5 separate regions of the Sus scrofa genome follow, and regions 2, 3, 4 and 5 are each linked to region 1. A link is a contact called in public HiChIP or PLAC-seq and promoter capture Hi-C data. All regions are on one chromosome and are shown on one strand. Each heading gives the region's core, a stretch centred on a gene start, on an enhancer-like site or on the middle of the called end of the contact. The rest is flanking DNA. Distances are from core to core; before and after follow the strand shown.

Region 1 (2,700 bases), core at 37-2,536:
CTCCACTTCCCCACCTCCTGGCACCACGCCTGGAAAGGTGGTCACCCTGAAGAAATAACCAGCAAAGTGGGTGACAGCAGGTCTCTGGGAAAGACAGCACACCTGTGCCCCGGGCTCAGAACGGAGCACTATCTCCCATCACCAAATTGGACGCCCAAGACCCTCAGAGGGTTGCCAGCCTTGGCGTCCACTCACCTGCCCGTTCCCTGCCCCTCTGCTCACAGCTCGGCTGGCCTCCAGACTGTCCCCCAACGCCCGGAAGCCCAGCAGGCTGCTGCCCCCAGGGCCAGACCTGAACCCACCGGCCCAAACGGTCTCATCCCATTTCCGCCCCACCCCCACAACCCCCTCCTCACCCGCGATTTCCTCTCCTACGCAGGCTCGACCCTCGCAGCAAAACCAACCAACTGAATGAGGGAGGGACGCACCACCCCCAGGTCCCACCGTTTGGCCCTCGGTCCCCCGAAAGTGCCCACTCTCCCTCTTGCTTACCTCGCCTCCCTTCTCTCCCCTCCTCCCACCTCCTTTCCCCGTGTTCCTCGCTCAAATCCTTTCCCTTTCCCCTCAAGCCTCCCCTTTCTCACCTAGGACCGGGGTCGCCGCTCCACGACCAGACAACTCAGGACTAAGGTGGCGCATGCGCAAGCCCGGCCCAGCAACTCCATGACAACCCCGTCGTCGTGGGATCTCAAGCTATCCCCGGGCCTCCTGCCCATTTCTCCTCCCCCAGCCTCCGCCGCGGGTTTCGCCGGCCACGTGACCCAGCTCGGAGGACCCGGCACCACCGAGACGGCTCATTGGTCTAGAAAGGCACTCGGAGGCGCACGGTGTTCCCGCCCCCTCGGCAAGAGGGCGCCGACACGCCTCTCCGGGAGGGGCAAACGCCCTTACGAGCCGGCGCTCTGTCTTTGGAAGGCGGGAGTCTCTATGGTTGGTTCCGCAGGCCTGGCCGCCATTTTGTACAGGGACCTAGAGCCCTGAGCGGCGGCGGGCGGGGGCGGTTCCGAGGCGGGGCCTGGGGAAGCCGGGCTGCGCCGGCTTCTAGCTGACAAGGCAGGCGGCGTGATTTTCCTGGGGGTGGGGGTGGGGGTTGCCTGGGGGAAATGACTCTTTCGGCTTGTAAGCCAGGACGCCTTTAGGGTTCGGGAGCGTAGCAGGCCATGCTGACTTGCACGCGAGCAAGAGCGGAAGCGGCCGGCGTGGGAGGGCAGGCGGGTAGCCTGGCCTTGTCTCCGCCCGAAGGAGGCTGGCCCGGACCGCCCAGCTCACAGCTCACGTGGTTGCCACGCCTGGCACGGCGGCTGGTTTGCGTTCCCTGCCAGCCCTCCCGGTGCTTCACGAGGCAGCGATGCAATCAGTATTTTTGTCTGCTGATTTCATGTCATTTGATGTATGACTCACTTTGTCCTGTGCAGCAAACCTTAGTGCTGGGTTTCACATGGATTCTCTTTCTCACGCCACTTCTTGAAGTATTACAAGGAGCACATGTGTATTAGCTGAAGAAAAGGTTAAGATCAGTTGAAGTTCTGATGTGCTGAATCAGTGAAGGTTACTTCTTAGACTAGGAAAAACTTCGCAGTTGAAAAAGAGGACATGGGTGAATTTAACAGTGTTAATTAGCCCAGGCAAATTCCAGAGGTACCCTGTCCAGTAGGATAGCCACTAATCATTAGGGGACAATTGAAACTAATTTTTAAACATGCAAAAATTGGGTTTCACATTCAAACTGTCCACTTTTCAAGTCCTCAGTAACCACATGTAGCTAATGGCTACTTTGGGGACAGTGCAGATTTTGTACAGCACATTGCCAGCATCACAGAAAGTTATATTGGAGGGCGCTGATCTAGATGATGAGGCAGGGGGAATCACCCTATGTTGGTAATCCAAGCCTTGCCAAGTTGCGAGCGCTAGGTCATGGGTAATCATGTTAGTCCTCCAGATACAGAGAGTGCTAACACATTACTGGGCATGAATGTATTTATTAGGATAAGGGCCACCAACGAATAGCCTACAGCATGTAAGGCTTTTGTTTGGGGCATGGAGGGAGTGAAAACCATAGTTAAAAATTAGCAAGTCATTAAGAGCCAAGCAGTTTTCACGAATTCTCTTGTGATGCCTGTACAAATTAATGAAGTTGCTGTTAACGTTTCCATTTTATAGAGGAGGGCACTGAAGTTTATGCCGATGATGACGAAACTACTAAGCCCTGGTCCTAAACCATTAAGCCATATTGCCTCATCTTGAGGCAGACTAAAACAGTTTTTGCCTTCAGTTACCTTAGAATCTGGTATGGGGAATAAAGACGTTCTGATAAACAGTATGAGCGAGAATGTGATAAATGCCAGGGGGATCTGAACAAAATCTAGTTAATAAAATCAAGGGAGTAAAGAATAACCTGCTTGTTTTGTTTGTTGTTGGCAGTGGAGAGACCAGAAGGTAAAGCTTTAAGGACAGGTAGAGGTTCCCACAGTGGCTCCAAGGTAACAACCCAACTACTGTCCATGAGGATGCAGGTTGGATCCCTGGCCTCACTCGGTGGGTTAAGTATCTGTGGTGTAGGTCACAGACGTAGTTGGCTTTGCTGTGACTGTGTAGGTCACAGACGTAGTTGGCGTTGCTGTGACTGTGGCAAGAGGCTACAGCTCTGATTCGACCCCTAGCTTGGGAACTTCTGCATGCTGCAGGTGTGGCCCTTAAAAA
Region 2 (2,725 bases), core at 120-2,619, 220 kb after region 1:
AGAACCCTGGGATGAGGACCTAGGAAGTTGTATTTTAAAAACATTCCCAAATGTTAAGGGAATCATCATTTTATAAATCTTGGTCCCTAGATAAGTACCTTGATTTAGGATCTGATTTGAATCTTGGACTTCTGGGTAATTATTTGGATAAAATGGAAGGACCTACCTGGAAGGATTATTTAAGCCATTTCAACAGAGTCAGTCTGACTTTGGGAGCTCCTTAGGTAGAGCTAACACTTGCCTGCTAGTTTCTAAGAGGCTTCACAACCTTCAGATTGTCCCTGGGGCCTCTGCTTCATCTCTGGTCCAGGTAGGAGGGCTGCTGCAGCAAGACACACACTGCCCCTAGAACTAAGGGGAAAACCTCCGCAGGCCTCAATACTGACTGTTTCCTTCCTCCTTTCAGCCTTTCAGTGTTATGATGTACCCAGCTGGTCCTGGATCTGGTGACTCTCCAGAGGGCTTCCCTGAACAACCGAGGCTCCAGCCACAAATTGGAAATGGCGCAGCTCAGACACTGGGTACTGAGATTGGGAGTGTTAAATGATCTCCCCTTCTTTACAGTGTGGTTGGGGCAGAAGACTTGAGGGTAGGATTAAGGAAGAGAGAAAGAGGTTTGGGCAGCACAGAGTTGATGGAAGAACTGGGCTTTTTTTTTAAGGGACTTATGTTTTGTTCATTCAGTCAACAAAGGTTTGTTTGGTCCCTACTATTTGCCTGGTTCTGTCACAGACGCTGCAAAGAAACCTCAAGGAAAACCAATCAACCAATCGGACTCGGTCCCCTTGCCCTTGTGGAGGGTTCACCCCCCTCTTTTGGCTCCCTTATCAATGGGACACATTTTTTTTCCAGATTAGGGGAAAAAGGGCCCATTTGGAACAAGATGAGGAGGGAGACAAAATCTTATGTGCTGAAGCAAGCTGTGGACTCAATGTGTGACTTAGAATCTGAGGTGGGGAAGAGTTAGGGAAAGGAGGAAAATGGGGGAAGAGCTTGTTCCGGCCAATCTGGGCTGGGACTGGCAAGATCAAAGAAGTCAGAGCCGGGTGAGGCCTTAGACAAAAGTCCATCACTTCACTTTACAAAAGAGGGAACTGAGGTCACGTGACAGCCCCAAAGTGGACACCTCGTTAGGTGGAAGAGGTGGAAATGAAACTGTGGACTCTAAATAATACTATGGTGCCTCGGAGGGAGGGGTTTCACTTCAAACCCTGGGCGCTTCCGCAGCTGCAAGGAGCCAGACTGGGTCGGGTCGGTTGCCTTGGGAACCGGCTTCCCGGCCCCGCGGGCGCCGGGCATTCCTTGCGCTCCCAATAAAGTTGTTGTTGAAGTACAGCGGTGCCACGTGAGCCGGCCGGGGGCGGGGCCAGGGCGGGGCTAGTCGGGGGCGGGGCCGAACCTAGGGAGACCGGCGGGCGGAGGCGAGGAGAGTAGGCAGGTGCGGGCGGGCGCGGGCGGCCGGCCATGATCGCGTCGTGCCTGTGTTACCTGCTGCTGCCGGCCGCGCGCCTCTTCCGCGCCCTCTCAGGTACCGGCCCCGCGTCCTGACAGGCGGGTGCCAGGCCCGGGCCTGCCTCGGCCGGGCCCCGCGGGGCCTGGGTCGGCGTGCGGCGTTGCCTGCCTTACGACCACCTTCCCCTGGCAGTACCAAGCCAAGGTGTTGGGAGGCAGCCCTCGGTCCCACCGTGCTCGTCCTAGAGTCCATAAGCCCCCAGGCCTGGCCGGCGACCCTCGTGGGCGGCCCTGTCCTCACGCCTGTCATTTGGAGGCGTCGGGCCACAGTTGCCTGGGAGGGGGTTGGGGGAGGGGCAGGAGCCGCCCCCTCTATGGCCTGGGGGCACAGAGAAGCTGGCGGCGGGCGGGCGGGGGGGGGGGCCGCTGAGTCACTGCCTTGGGGGTCGGGGAGGGTTGGCCACTCGGGGACGAGGCGAATGCCCGAATTCTCTGTGGACAGGGGCCAGACGGCCCTGGGGGTCTGTGGGCTGAAGACCTGGACGACCAGTTGTCCCCTGGTCAACTTCACCCTCACCTTTCACAGCCACCTCTCAGCGGAGACTTTGGTTGAAAAAACGGATGCTCAGAATCCAGAGAGACCTTGAAACCTCAGCTTTGAAGCAATGTCCCGTGCGTTTAGCGATGTAGCGGGGTGTAGGCAATGCCCAGCGGGTACCTAGAGAAGAGTTACTGACTTTGTCGGGATCTGCCTGCTGCTCCCCATTTCTGGTCTTTGACATTTCTGCGGCTCTTATGAGAGCGTCAGTTCCCCTCAGAGATCCCGCAGAATCCCGACTTTTCTCTGGCATTTAGGGAGCAGGACAGACCAAGAAGGACTTTCTTAAAAATAAGATGTCCGTATGCTATCTGTGCTTTTCCTTTTTGGAACTTTACACAGTGCGTGTGTGTAATTTTTGTCATATATTTCATATAAAATACTTATTTAATGTATTTATGTGTATGTCTGTATCTGCCACTAGAATGCAGGCTTCAGGAGAGCTGGGCCATGTCTATTTTGCTCACTGTACCTAGTGCTAGCATACTGCCCAGAGTATAGTAGGCACTCAATTTAGAGCTGTTTTGTGTGTACATACTTCTGAGGAATGAGAAACTCCACAGAAGTCACGTTTTCAGAGAACTAGTACATATTCTAACCATGTTGCTGTCCTTTCTGGAGCTTTGCCGATGTCCATAATGGTAGCCTATGTCTAGTCTGGAGGTTTCTAGACCA
Region 3 (2,710 bases), core at 89-2,588, 170 kb after region 1:
TGGGCCCCCTTTCAAGGCGCGGGGTAGATTCAATCCTTATGCCATTGTCAGCTATTTATTTATTTATTTTCTCTTTTTGCTATTTCTTGGGCCACTCCCTCGGCATATGGACATTCCCAGGCTAGGGGTCGAATCGGAGCTGTAGCAGCCAGCTGAAGCCAGAGCCACAGCAATGCGGGATCCGAGCCGCGTCTGCAAACTACACCACAGCTCATGGCAACGCCAGATCCTTAATCCACTGAGCAAGGCCAGGGATCGAACCCGCAACCTCATGGTTCCTAGTCGGATTCATTCACCACTGCACCACGACGGGAACTCCAGCTCTTTAAAATTCTTCATTTGTTGTGACTTTTTTCCTCATCCAAAATATACATCCACTTTCTATATCTTATTTATATTTGTAAATATGTTTTTAAGAGAGGGTCCCCAATTTGTACAAACTCAGGCTCCACAGAAGCTGTATCTGCCCATGTGGGCAGATTGAGGGCTCTGGCCCAGGCTCCCTTGACGTGAGCTGTGTCCCTGAAGCCAGCTGCGTTGCTTCCCTTTTCAGCCATCTAATAAGAGTCTGATTTCCCTGAGCCAGTCTGGAGTTCTATTTTCTTTTTCTGTGCTTCCCCCAACCCTGCCTTAGAGCTGAAGCGCTGTGCAGAGTCGGAGGACTTGTGGGGTTGGAGCTCCCTCTGCTGGGAAAATAGAGGTACAGCCGGGAGAGAGGGGCTGGCTGGGAGGGGCTGTATTGAAAGCAGGCAGGTGGGGGTTAGTACCTGGGAGAGCCGTTTCTGTTGAGCATGGACACCCTTGCATACACATATCACGTCCTGTGATTCAAATGTGAGCATGATTTTTTTGTACACGTGTTCCATTTCCACTGCACCTGGGATAACACCGCCTGGGGTGAAACTGCAGTGCAATTCTGACGCTAACCTCCTGGAGTTAACATCAGATTCCACAGGTTAAAGTCTCAGCCCCCTCCCCAGGACACCTGCATTTCTGACAAGCCAGCTACAAAGCAGAGGGTTTCTATGACCCCTTAGATTTGATAATTCACTGTGTGACCTATAGAACTCTCTCAAAAAAATGATAGCAATTTCATTATAAAGGATATGACTCGTGAGCAGCCCAAGGTAAGAGATTCGCAGGGCAAGATATGAGAGGGAGGGCAGAGCTCCTATGCCCTCGCCCCTTGGAGTCGGGGGAAGTCATCTCCCGGGAAGCCTCCACTGAGCCTCAGGGTTCAGCATTTTCACTGGGGCTTCATCACTCAGGACTGATTGAACTGGGGCTAATAAGAGAACACAGACTCCACCCCCCTGTGCTCCTATTGGCTGAAAGTTCCAACATCTGCTCACGTGATTGGTCTAGCCTTCTAGGGCCCCAATCTGAGTCACCTTATTAGCATAAAGACAACACTCCTGTCACTCAAGAAATTCTGAGGGTTTCTAAAGCCTGTGCCAGGAACTGGGAAAAAGACCTGTCATGCTCTTGATTATACTGTTAACACACAGAGGCCCACACAAGAGCTAGTCTCATTCATCCTGGTCAAGCAGCAGCCCGCCAGGCAGCCTCACCCCAATTCACCCACAGACTCCCTAAGAAGTGGCAAAACAACAAAACAGCCCTCCAGGGGTCATACCACTGTCCCCCCCTTAAAAGGCAATTCTGAGCCCCAGAGAGCCGCCCCCACCCCCACACTGCCCTTTTCCTCCAGGATGTCTGCTTCCCGAAGGAGAGCTCTTCCTTTCCTCTAGATCAAGTCTACTGGTCGGCAGCCAGTGTTTAGGACACAGGCTTGCCTTGCCAATCATTGTTTTCTTTTGTTTAAAACAAAACCAAACAAAACCGATCCCAAGGCCTCACTTGACAAGGCAGGTTGGTCGCCTGAGGACACTGCAGCTGCCACCATGGCCACACACCGGAGGCTGAAGTGGGCACCGCTGACCTGAAGGCCCAGCACCCAGAACCATCCCACCAGCATCGCCACCACCACTGCTTGGGGGCTCGGCCAAGCGGCAAAGGAGTTCTCTGTACTCTTTACTTCTTTGGTTGCTGGCTCCTAACCCGAGCTGAGGGAGTCCGTGTCTGGTGTGGGCATGCGCCCACATCCCAGCTGCAAGTCCCAGCTGTCCCTTCCAGGGACACCCCCAGCCCAGGAAGGGGGTTCAGACTCCAGCAGCCACGGAAAAGTCCAGGTGTCCACTGTGTCCCCTGAATGGCCTACACAGTGCAGATGGCCCCCGCCTTCCCACCACCTCCAATTTTTAAGATTCTGGAGAAATTCTTTTGATTTCACTCAGGTCTTAAGCCTTGGATTCAGGTCTTAAGGTTTAAGCCTTGGAATGTCTCCCATGGCGTTTCAAAGACCCCGTACTTGGGTGTTTCAAAAGATGGCCACACAACAGGATCGAAGGCATCTCTGCAGAGCCAGGATGCGGGTTCAATCCCCTGTGGTGGTGCGGTGGGTTATAGGATCTGGAGTTGCCTCAGCTGCAAGGTAGGTAGAAACTACAGCTCAGATCCCTGGCTGGAGAACTCTACATACCGAGGGGAGGCCAAAAAAGGGGAAAAAACCCATGGCTGCTCAGTTTGGCCATTAATGTATCCCACTGGGCCTGCAACTCCCCACACCCCCTCCCTCTTAGGAGAGGAACTCCACTGTAACGAGGCCAGGCCTGAGCCCCAGGCCTGGGCAACTCTATGCAGAAAGGTA
Region 4 (2,700 bases), core at 82-2,581, 210 kb before region 1:
ATAGCCTTTTAGGAGTTCCGTGGCTCAGCAGTTAATGAACCTGACTAGCATCCATGAGGATGCGGGTTCCATCCCTGGCCTCACTCACTGGGTTAAGGATCCGGTGTTGCGGTCAGCTGTGGTGTACTCTCAGATGCGGCTCTGATCCAGCCTTGCTGTGACTATGGTGTAGGCCAGTGGCTACAGCTCCGATTCAACCCCTAGCCTGGGAACATTTACATGCTATGGGTGCAGCCCTAAAAAAAAAAAAAAAAAAAAAAAAAAAAGACAGAAAAGAAAAATAGCCTTTTATTTTTTTTCTCACTTTTGTTTTTCTTTTTAAGGCTACATCCACAGCATATGGAGGTTCTCAGGCCAAGGACTGAATCTGAGCTGTAGCTGCAGCAAGGCAGATCCTTAACCCACTATATGGGGCTGGGGATCGAAGGTGCCTTACAGCATATCCCCACTATGGTGGGAACTCTCAGATTTTATTTTTAAACCATTTCTTACACACGATTTTCAAGAAAGACTCCTATAATCCCATTTGGACGTGAAAGGGTTACACATTGTGAAAGTGGTGCTATATTCCGCCTGATGTGCCACCACCTTCCTTTGAGCTCAAATAGCGGCTCTTTCACAAACTTTAATAAGTTTCAACAGGGAGCTTATTAAACATGCAGATTCTGGGTTCCTTCCTCCAGAGATTGATACAGTGGTTCTGGGGCGGGCCCAGGAGACGCAAATTAAAACCGGTTAAGTTCCCCAAGTGATTGTGATGACGAAAAGTGCCACAGCCTCCCCTCGCCCCTAGCAATGCAAACCCCTTCAAAATGCAAACAACCCTGTAAGGCCATATGTTAACCGATTGGACCTATCGTGCGGCCTGGTCGGGAAAGAGACATGCAGTGCTGCGCCAAAAAGGGAGACGAGGGACAACGTTCGGAAGTTCTAGAAGATCGGGTAGGGGGAGAAAGGTGAAGCGCAAGGGCACCAACCAAGCCCGGGACGCTACACCTGGACGCAGCGCTGCGGGGCCAATCCTGCCTCGACCACAGGCCCCAGCGGACAGCGCGCAGGCGCAGAAAGGGGCCACCGCAGCCAACAGCATGCTGGGAGTCGCTGTCGGAGCTGGGGGCGGGGCCGAGCGGCTCACCTTTGAACTCGCCCACCCAGCAAGTAGCGCCCCCTCTCCCCTGATGCGTGGCACAGACCTTCCCCGCTTGCATCTCCTAATTCAGACGACCTTTCTTCCCGACCAGGAAACTTCACGCCTAAGACTCTGACCCGTCGACGATTTAGGCCCAGTGAGATCCCGACACGTCAGAACTTCGGTTTTCGTGTCGGTAACGTGAAGGGTTGGATTAGAACGAGCTTTTAGGGCTCTTCTGGCTGGCCCCGCCCTTTCCGCCCCGCCTCCGCCCCGGGGGCTGCTGGGAATTGTAGTTCTTTGCTCCTGTTTTCTTCCGGGCCCGGCCCGCCCGGAAGTCATGCTCTGCGCCACTGGCCGCCTCCTAGCGGCCCGGGCGGCGACCGCACTCCCCGCCCAGCCTAGAGGCCGGGGCCTGGCGCCCTGCTGCCGGCGCAGGGAACTACATTTCCCAAGGAACCCCGAGAAGTCCCTTGGTAACTTCTTGGCCGGACAGCTCGCAAGACCCAGCGCGCTTGCAGGCCGGAGGGCCATCCTGAGAAGGGTAAGGATGCCACCGGCGGTGGGCGGAGGCCTGGCAGGGTCCGAGCTGCGTCCCCGGAGGGGCCGCTGTGGGTCCCAGGCTCCAAGGGCCGTGGGCGCGGATGCGGCTGCCGAGACTACAGCGCGGAGCCCCAAACGGCCTGTTCCGGGCTCGCGGCGCTTCGAGGCGGTCGGCCAGTGGGCTCTACTGGCCCTGGTGACGCTAATGTCCTTCGCCACCCGCTTCCATCGTCTGGACCAGCCGCCGCACATCTGGTGAGTAATGGGAGGGACTCGGCACCATGGCAACTGGGAGGGAATGACGCGCCTTCTCATTGGTCCGGGGCATGGAGGGGGCGGGATTCGCAGCCCAGGGACGGGGCCGCGCTGGAAGGGAAACAGGTTTCTGGCCAGGCGCAGTCTCTATGAGAGGAGTCATTTTTGCTCTGGTGAATGGCAGTGGGATTCTTTAGGATCTGAGGAAGTAGTCACATGTCTTGTAGGTTATGCTGCAACGTCTCACCTGGCTCTCAAATTGTGGCTTTGAACTTTCCCAGGAGAATCTTAGTACAGAATTTCCTAAGGCCTGAGTTCCTCTTCTACAGTAATTCCAGGCATCAGTGGAGGGGAGCATGCCTAACTGGGCGCCTTATTCTCGACAACCGAAACAACTCGTGTGTCCAAGCGTCCCAGGACCATCCTTTGAGGAGAGACATATTTCCTTAAAGGTTTTATTTTGTAGGACTAAGTTGTGGAAGTCAAATTTCATTAAGTAAACTTTAAAGTTTCCATCAAGAAGGAGGAAAAGTTTTATACTCTCTGAAAATTGTTCATTTGTTTGGCCAAGAAGTTTGTGTGTGGAGGGGTTGGATGGGTGGGGGGGTTGAGAGGGAAGGACCAGTAAGTCTTATTTCAGATAGCTGGGAAGTAGTCTAAGGCCAATCTTTTATCCATTAGCATCTGTACATAGGTGTTTAGACTGACCTCTGATTTTTGGTGTCATTGCCAATAATTACCATGAAGTCCCTCATTTAAAAAAAGAGCGACTC
Region 5 (2,700 bases), core at 62-2,561, 140 kb after region 1:
GTGGGGGTGGGGTGGAGGGAGCCAGGGCAGCAGAGAGGGCACAGTGACGGATCCAGAGCCTTCGAGGGGGAGACCCGGAAGGGGTGGGCCCCTCCTTCCTGCGATCCACACCCCCTTCGGGGGTCTCCCGCTGCGCTTCCCCAGCCGAGAGAAGGCCCCTCTGCTCCTCCAACATGATCTGTAATTTCCGGCAGACATTTGAGGTCCCTGACATCTGCATAATGTGGGCCAGTCTCTTAGCAACGGGGAACAGCTGTCTGGCATTTCCAAGATTAAACTGTAACTATACACGGTCCTTGCCAGGGGAGGGGGAGGGAGAAGGGGATAAACACTGCCTCCTGGCATTTTCAAACTCATTTAGCTTTTATTCATTTCCTGCCTCCAGTAAAGAGGCCAGGGATTCAGGCTGGGCCAGGCTGTTCCTGCCCCTGCTTCCACCGCCGCTGCTGAGGTTGCAGATGGCTTTTCACCCAGATCTGATTTGCTTGGGAGGGGAGAGGGAGCAGGGACAGCACCAGGCTTTTTTGTTTTTATTGTATTTAGTTTTTGTAGGTGCAGTGATCCTGGCACACGCAGGGTAGGTGAAGCCTGGGAAGAAAGAAAGGCTGTGTGGTCTGTCCGTTAAAGCCCCCGAGGCGGCTCCAGCCGGGTTTCATTCCATCCAGCTCCATTGCTAATAGCTGCGTGACCTTGGGCCAAATCCCTTTACCTGTCTACACCTCCATCTCCCCATCTGTAAACGGAGATAATTCTACCACTCCAAGGGCTGCTGGGTAGATAAAATGAACACGCACTCAGGCAATAGAGCCGTGATTAATCTTGGTGCTTCTCTTCCTCTGCTCACCCTCCGCCCGCCCTTCATCTGTGTTCGCAACCTCGGGCTCTGCTAGGGGCAGAGGGAGATACCGTGGAGCCACCACTTGAACTCGTGTTCCCTGGAGCCCCAGGCAATGACACTTTAGCCCCCTCAGGACTTAAGCCCAACTCAGCAGTCCCCAGTAGGGCCCTTGGCAGCCAGACAGGAGGCATCCTCAACCCCCAGCCTCCTTGGGCCCCGGCAGCTCCTGGTCCCAACCTCTCCACCGCCGGTTCCTGCCATCTGGCTGCAGTTCTTGAACTCGAGAGTGCGGTGTTTTGGTTTTGCAGCAAGAAGGAAAAATAAAAGGGCGGGTGTGGGGCGGGACAGAATGGGCGAGGAGAGGAGAGGGAGGAGGAGGGAAAAACCCTTGAGCGGCCTGTGCTGGCCAGTTCCAGGAATGTGTGCTGGGACATCGGTGCCAAAGCAGTGACCCAGGCGAGGCGGCCAGGCCGGGGGAGGGGGAGGCCGGCTCCGGGGTGAGAGCTCTCCGCCTCCCACGGCCGCCTCTGCTGACTCATCGCAGCTCCAGTTGGCAGGAGCCTTTTCTGGGGATGGCTGTTGCTAAGATTCCTCGGAGATGACTGATTGCTTCTCCTTGAGCTTGGTGAAAACATGTTTGGGGACTGCACGCAAACACATGTACCCACTCCTGTGAATACCTGCACAGGTGGGTTTTGTGCCTAAATGTGTGTCTGCACACAGAGCACCGAACACGTGTGCACTGCTCCCCTGGCCTTCGTAACCCTTCGGTACCCACACTGCACACATGTGTGGACCAGCCCCCCCCCCCCCCCCCCGCCCACACACACACCAGGAGGGCGGAGACACGCCAGGTTTTCTCGGCCAGTAACTCAGGCCGTGGGGAAACCGCCAGTGTCTGGGCCTGCTTTAATCTCAAGGAGTTTTCAGGTTGCCTTGAAACATTCTTGGCCTCTGTCCCTCCACCCCCCTCCGTTTCTCCGCTGCCTTCATTCTGCTGGAATGATCTAATCTTCCCTTCTTCCTCCGCCTGCCAGGTTTTTGATGTCTGCTGTTCCAGGCACTCAGCTGGGAGCTGGAATGCTCTAAGCTGGATTCCGGGCCTGGACCTGATGCCCCAGGGGGCTCCTGGGGTGGGGGTGGGGGCTCAGAGGTTCTATTTCCCTTGGAGAGAGGGGACCACAGTGAGGACTCATGGATGGAAAGCTCTGGGCCTTTCTCTGGGCTCCGCTGCCGACAGGAATCTGGGAAACATTTGTTCCCGCTCTGTGCCAGGCCCAGAGCCTTGGCTAGGGTGGCCCAAGGGCTCAGGGCTCAGCGTGCAGCCCTGGACGCCTGGCCTCTGGTTGTCAGCCCTGTGCGTGAGCTTGGTCACACTGGGCTCTTGCTGCCTTGGTTTCCCCACCCGCTGGGCTGAAATTGGACTCCTTGCTGAGGCTGCCAGGGTTTTACTGCTACAGGGCTTGGCAGGCGCTTGGGCACCAGGCAAGGTTGTTTGTCACGGGTTCTCGCGGGGGCGGAGGGGCAGACGGCCCTGTGCCAGCACAGAGCCCACGTGCTTCCTCTCGCCAGCCCTGCCAGGCTCTCAAGTATGGCTTCTTTACAGGGACCCACCCAGGGGGCCAGATCCCACGAGCAAGAGCTCTCTGCCATGATTCAGCGGCGGTTGCTAAGGAAGGCCGGGTACCCTGCCTCGAGGGATGAGCGGTGGCCAGCCCGGATTAGCAGGCTCGGCGAGGCGCCCACCAGCCACAAGAAAAATATTCGTCTGGGCTCAGGGTCCTTAGACCTAAAATGCAGACAAGGCCGGCTCCACGGTTCCTGATGGTTTTGACATGCAACGATGCAGGGCAGGGGTGGAA

Evidence for each region. Promoter capture Hi-C pulls out the DNA fragments that hold promoters and counts their contacts. HiChIP or PLAC-seq counts read pairs in DNA pulled down with a chosen protein or histone mark.
Region 2: an H3K27ac HiChIP or PLAC-seq map of alveolar macrophages shows a contact between it and region 1. The contact joins the promoter of ANGEL1 here to the promoter of CIPC in region 1. A contact is called at or near these places in 1 of 5 promoter capture datasets (fetal liver), 2 of 47 Hi-C or Micro-C datasets (heart right ventricle and liver) and 1 of 2 datasets of contacts at active chromatin or transcription factors (alveolar macrophages).
Region 3: a contact with region 1 is called in an H3K27ac HiChIP or PLAC-seq map of alveolar macrophages. The contact joins the enhancer-like site here to the promoter of CIPC in region 1. A contact is called at or near these places in 5 of 5 promoter capture datasets (fetal liver, fetal skeletal muscle, liver and 1 more), 4 of 47 Hi-C or Micro-C datasets (embryonic fibroblasts, epiblast stem cells, skeletal muscle and 1 more) and 2 of 2 datasets of contacts at active chromatin or transcription factors (alveolar macrophages and skeletal muscle).
Region 4: a contact with region 1 is called in a promoter capture Hi-C map of liver, with 5 times the contacts expected there. The contact joins the promoter of GSTZ1 here to the promoter of CIPC in region 1. A contact is called at or near these places in 2 of 5 promoter capture datasets (fetal skeletal muscle and liver), 4 of 47 Hi-C or Micro-C datasets (heart right ventricle, liver and skeletal muscle) and 2 of 2 datasets of contacts at active chromatin or transcription factors (alveolar macrophages and skeletal muscle).
Region 5: a contact with region 1 is called in an H3K27ac HiChIP or PLAC-seq map of skeletal muscle. The contact joins the enhancer-like site here to the promoter of CIPC in region 1. A contact is called at or near these places in 5 of 5 promoter capture datasets (fetal liver, fetal skeletal muscle, liver and 1 more), 8 of 47 Hi-C or Micro-C datasets (embryonic fibroblasts, fibroblasts, heart right ventricle and 3 more) and 2 of 2 datasets of contacts at active chromatin or transcription factors (alveolar macrophages and skeletal muscle).

Annotation. Positions count from the first base shown.
Region 1 is chr7:100,178,975-100,181,674 of Sscrofa11.1, reverse strand. CIPC (CLOCK-interacting pacemaker) reads right to left here and starts at 1,286. Exons shown (of 4, transcript XM_013978333.2): 1 at 585-1,286.
Region 2 is chr7:99,958,085-99,960,809 of Sscrofa11.1, reverse strand. ANGEL1 (protein angel homolog 1) reads left to right here and starts at 1,369. Exons shown (of 10, transcript XM_021099540.1): 1 at 1,369-1,528. The coding sequence starts at 1,465.
Region 3 is chr7:100,008,264-100,010,973 of Sscrofa11.1, reverse strand. No RefSeq gene overlaps it. Among named protein-coding and RNA genes, the nearest start is that of LRRC74A, 35 kb to the right of the region's middle. Within about 2 kb of position 1,338, at least 31 of the 83 cell types and tissues checked have an H3K27ac peak or open chromatin away from gene starts, as enhancers often do. A contact at or near this core is called in alveolar macrophages, embryonic fibroblasts and subcutaneous adipose tissue, where this site is marked.
Region 4 is chr7:100,390,903-100,393,602 of Sscrofa11.1, reverse strand. It overlaps GSTZ1 (glutathione S-transferase zeta 1), which reads right to left and starts at 1,331. Exons shown (of 9, transcript NM_001243638.1): 1 at 1,194-1,331. The coding sequence starts at 1,208. POMT2 (protein O-mannosyl-transferase 2) reads left to right here and starts at 1,439. Exons shown (of 21, transcript XM_001926162.6): 1 at 1,439-1,927. The coding sequence starts at 1,470.
Region 5 is chr7:100,040,817-100,043,516 of Sscrofa11.1, reverse strand. No RefSeq gene overlaps it. Among named protein-coding and RNA genes, the nearest start is that of LRRC74A, 68 kb to the right of the region's middle. Within about 2 kb of position 1,311, at least 66 of the 83 cell types and tissues checked have an H3K27ac peak or open chromatin away from gene starts, as enhancers often do. A contact at or near this core is called in alveolar macrophages, embryonic fibroblasts, fetal liver and 4 more, where this site is marked.